2 separate regions of the Lactuca sativa genome follow, and region 1 is linked to region 2. Evidence: chromatin contacts called from public Hi-C data. All regions are on one chromosome and are shown on one strand. Each heading gives the region's core, a stretch centred on a gene start, on an enhancer-like site or on the middle of the called end of the contact. The rest is flanking DNA. Distances are from core to core; before and after follow the strand shown.

Region 1 (2,700 bases), core at 60-2,559, 260 kb after region 2:
TGTGCAACATTTGAGGCACTAAGCTTTCTAAGGTCAAGGATATTCAAGGTGAACTTGTTGCTACATAACAAAAGAGGTAAGATCTAAACCCTAGTTTATATGTCAATTTTGATTGTTATATGTTAGTCTATAGGGTTATTGCTTTGGTGCTCATATTTGTATGTTCAAATTAGAATTTAAAACAAAACCTAGATCCAAATCAATTAAGGTTGCATGTACACCATAGGATGTTATTATGCTCAAAACCCAACAACATCAACCAACAAATCGAAATTCTCAGCTTGAGGCATTAAAGGTTTGACTTTAGTCTCAGTAGCATAGCCCTATATATTCTTCCCACAAAGGAAGTTCTTCATTACAGAACTCCAATACGTATAATTTTTTTTATCTAGTCGAATACTGATTGACTGAATGGAATCATCATTTCCAGTCATGTTGGCAATGGATAAACCACAACAATAGATAAGCAATCAAAAAGAATGACAAGAGCAACAAACCAACGGAAGCAACCAATCGGACAACAAGAGATCGAACAGTAACAACAAACTAACAACAACAACAACAACAACAACAACAACAAACGAATACCAACAAGAAAACGAACAACAAGTTCGATCTGCGCCACAGATGATTGCTACAAAACCTTCTAAGAATGTATCAAACGTCCACTCTAATACCATGATAATATTGTCATATGATTATTAAAAGAAAGAAATTGCAAGGTTCTCAAATTAAAGACATAAATGCTAAAAAGAACAAAGTGAGAATAAATACTAGCTAAGATAAAACCCGGCTAAAAGGCTCATAAACATACAGACTAATAACATACAGGCTAACAATAATAGGGTATTACTATATATATATATATATATATATATATATATATATATATATATATATATATATATATATATATATATATATATATATATATATATATATCGGTCATTCACAAAAATTATCGGGTCATAAGGGTACATAGAGTCGCACATTCACACAAGAAATACAACAATCAATCGAAGATACATATAAAATTAGCCTTATAATATAGTTTTCTTAATAAAGTAAACAAATTTAATAATAATGTGTAGGTAATGAAATGAGCTAAATTAGCAACCATGATAACAAATAAAAACGCAATTCACGATCGGCTGTCTGGTATATAATATAAAGTAGTAAAAAAACAAACAAAGTGGAAACGGTTCCCACGTGGGGAGTAGGTGGGATGATCCTCACTTCCATTACAAAGTATGAATTTTCTTTTAGGTCAACTATGTTATTATGGGGCTTAAAAAATTACACAGACCCATCTCTCCTCTTTCGCACACCTAACACTATCACTTGTCTACATCTCAACACATTACACCTACTCCTCACACATGTCTACATATTAACACATGCATCACACCTACTCCATACACAGGAAACTCTTGTAATGGAATCCAAACACATTCTTGTTTCCCTTTTGATAACTTTTGCACTTTTCATAAGTGCATCAAACTCAAGGCCGATCATCAGGAGACTCCCAGGGTTTGATGGTGATCTTCCTTTCACTTTGGAGACTGGGTATGTATTTGATTACATTGTCTTTATTGTTTCAGACATAACTCACAAACTAATCTTGTTTTCTCAAAAGATACATTGGAGTTGGAGAAGATGAAGCTGTGCAGATCTTTTACTACTTCGTTGAGTCTGAAAGAAACCCTTCGGAAGACCCTCTTCTTATTTATCTCACTGGTGGCCCTGGGACTTCGGTTCTTTATTCCATGATGTATCAAATAGGTAAAATCTGTAATCTTTTATCTACTTAGTAGCCTTTTATACCAAAAGCTTTTCACAAGTATGTAATTTTAAAAAATTCGGGTAACATTCAGTAAATTTGGGAAAATCGGGCAATTGATGGAAAAGTACGGGAATGAGTGAGAATATATTAAAAGAATGTATATGTGGGGTTGTACTTTAATGCAAAACGTGGTAGATGAAAAAGGTATTTACCAGAATATTGTGTTTTCAAATGGTAAATAAATTAAAAATAATGATATAAATTGGCCCCACCACTCTATATCCCTCTCCTTTTGCGTTGGATCCACAATAGTATTTTTCACTGAGGAAGACACAACTTATAATATTGAAAGTTCAAACACTATATTTAATGAAAATCTATTAGAAACATCACGATCATCCAAAAAGTTAATGCCAAAATCAAATTTACAAACGTTACCTTTTTATCTTTTTCCATTTTATTTATTTATTTATTTATTTTTTTACTATTAAAAGTTTATTTCACCCAATAATCTTTTGAAAAAAAATGGTATCGCGCATAATTCATCAAGTTGAATTGTTCAGTAGACCTAGACCAACTTGGATTAAGCTTTATTATTTGTTTATCAGATTTTTGGATTTTTATATATTAAAACTGAATTATTATTTTAAATTTCGGTTTTTTTTTTACTAAAATCAAAGGTAAATAGCCCATTCAAAGCAAATAACGATTTTGTATCTATCTGTTTATAATTTTAATTGTAATATCTATGTTTAATTATTTAATTTACTACTAATTTAATACATTTTTTTTTTAAGTTTAACATTTCTTTTGTAAGTTTCATTGCCTACCAAATTATTTGCTTTTTTTTTACTAGACTTGACTAGAATGATAAGATTAGTTCATTGGATTAGTTCATTGGATCATAATTTGATAGC
Region 2 (2,700 bases), core at 74-2,573:
GTATGTAAAAAATCATTCATGTAGAACATAAAATCCATAGGTTTATAACATTAATTTTTAGAAAAATGTTTCGAGTGAGAGAATGTGAACCTTATTCCATGGATATGGATTCAACTTCAATGTAATGTTATCCTCCGTTGAAGTTTCCAAATTGAAATTGAGTGGACCTACAAAAGAAAATGGTTAGTTAATTTTAATGAATTGTGTGTAAATAAATACTGACATGTTTGGTCAAAAATGCTAAAATTCAATTTGGTATTACTTATTAAAGTAACTTAATAATAGACTTCAATGCCTTTAAAATTGGAAACAAATGTCCTTAAAGTAAGTTTTAATTTTGGCATGTTTGGTAAAAAAATGCTAAAATTCAAAACCATGTTAAAATTAAAAATAATTGACAATCATAACCAAAGAATATATCACGTGATTGACACAAAAGTCGGATCAAACCACTAAAATAATGTAAGTAAACTTTTTGAATAGTTACCAAATTTGTTCCTCATCTAATAAATGTTATCCAGACAAAAAATTCATCGAACATTGATTATCTCATATGTTAGCAACAAACTGGAAAATTGGTCTTGAAATTAGATTCTTGTAACCATGAACATGAGGAACGTAGTCATATAGTTTAGGAGACATCCCGACCACAGGGATCAACAAGAAACAAGATCAGACTCCGGTGAAGTCAACGCCGGTGGAAGCTAGGTTTCCGGCGAGGGTTTCTGGGAAGGTGGATCTGTGTTGCGATGTGAACAAGCTCCGGCGAAGTCACTGCCGGAGATTGTTTATTCTAGTGTGTGTGTGTGTGTTTGTGTGTAATTAATATGGTTGTTTAATGCAATAGATAAATGAATTAGATGCAGACAAGAATTTAGATACACGATTACCTATTTGATACATCATGGAATAAAGTACAGAAGTCCCGGGCCCACCGGTGAGGTAAAGAAGAAGAGGGTCTTCGGAGGGATTTCTTTCGGACTCAACGAAGTAGTAAAAGATCTGCACTGCTTCATCTTTTCCAACTCCGATGTATCTTTTAATAAAACAAGATTAATTTATGAGTTGTCAGAAGCAGAAAAAACAATGAAAACGAAGACATACCCGGTTTCCAGACTGAAAGGAAGATCACCATCAAAACCGGGGAGTCTCTTGACGATTGACTTTGAGTTTGATGCACTTATGGAAAGTGCAAAGATTATTAGAAGGGAAACCAGAGTGTGTTTTGATTCCATTTCGAGAGTTTTCTGCATAAGTAGTAGGTGTAATGTGTTTATGTAGACATGTGTAAGAAGTAGGTGTAAGTGTGGATATGTGGAGATGTGATGTGCCATGGTGGTTAGGTGTGCAAAAAGAGGAGAGATGGGGTCGTCTGTGTAATTTTATAAGCTCACTGTAAGATCGATCGTCGACCAGGGATGCTCGAGTTTTTTTTTTATCACAACAGCGTTATTCAAAAAAAATATTTAGTGTAGTTTGGAAAAAATATTTTTAACCAATGTTTTTTTATTAGGGGTGAGACCATACGGATTAATTAAAATAAAAGTTTAATTGTTAAAAAAATTAAAAATTGTATTAAATCAAAATCGATTATAATCAATTACATTGAATAAATCAATTATAGAGAGTTACTTTAAATTTGTTTGAGATTGTAATTAATTCTTATTCTATCTAAACTATTTAAGATGTTGCACTTAAATTTCAAATGACTTTTTATCCATATAAATTGACTTTTATGACTTAAGTTAAACTTTGACTTTAATCAATATGTCAAGAAATTTGTATAAGTTTGGTATAAGAAAGAGGATATTATTTTGGAAAGTATATATTTTGGAAATTATATATACGATTAGTTTAGAATTTGAGATGAAACAATCAAAATTGGATGTGTATTTATGATATCATATGAAAAAAAGGTATATATAGCATTTACAATTTTTATTTTTGAAATTAATAGAATAAATACACTAATTAATTAATTAATCTCATTTAATACAAAGCAACCACAAAATGACATGTGAAATTAATTTATTAAAAAAAACCATAAACTCTTAAAAATTAGACAAGAGGCAAAAAAAACTTTCACATGATTTTCAATTTTTCTTACCTTTTTTTATTTTAAATATCCATTTTTTTTACTTTTATTTTTTATTTCAATTTTTTAGTATCTTTCTTACTTTTGTAAATATTAGTTTTTTTTTTCTTACAATTTTTTTTAGCTTTTTTAAATATACATTTAAAATAATGCTTTGACATTAAGGTTTAAAAATTCGACCAGAGACCATACCGGCCGACATACCAAATCGTTCAATTGGTCTAACCGGTTGTACCGATCTGAAAAACTGAAAAAAATGGATAATATCATAATTACATTATTATTAATTTTAATTATATACAAAATACAAAAAATGAAAAAAAAATATTTTTTAAAATTTCTTTTTTAACCGGTTTAACCCGTTTTCACTGGTTCACATGATAAATAGTTTTTTTGGTTTCCAAGAACCGGTTTTCAAAACATGGGACATTATTTATACAAATTATACAAATCATTTTGAAAATCAAATTTTAGTCATCTTAAATTAAATTTGTCATTATATATCTTTCCTATTTAATAAAGCGTATTGGTCACAACCACGATTTAGTGAAGTAATTCCAAATTTAGAACAAATAGGAAATTGAAACGACTGTCGTTCAACAAGA

The links. Hi-C and Micro-C count contacts between places; a contact is called where the count stands out from the background.
Region 1: a contact with region 2 is called in a Hi-C map of leaf, with 7 times the contacts expected there. The contact joins the promoter of LOC111892091 here to the promoter of LOC111900976 in region 2. A contact is called at or near these places in 4 of 4 Hi-C or Micro-C datasets (bud, leaf and seed).

Annotation. Positions count from the first base shown.
Region 1 is chr1:203,881,745-203,884,444 of Lsat_Salinas_v11, forward strand. It overlaps LOC111892091 (serine carboxypeptidase-like 3), which reads left to right and starts at 1,310. Exons shown (of 14, transcript XM_052764650.1): 1 at 1,310-1,566; 2 at 1,637-1,782. The coding sequence starts at 1,436.
Region 2 is chr1:203,626,282-203,628,981 of Lsat_Salinas_v11, forward strand. It overlaps LOC111900976 (serine carboxypeptidase-like 13), which reads right to left and starts at 1,324. Exons shown (of 14, transcript XM_023896842.3): 1 at 1,105-1,324; 2 at 891-1,036; 3 at 91-167. The coding sequence starts at 1,253.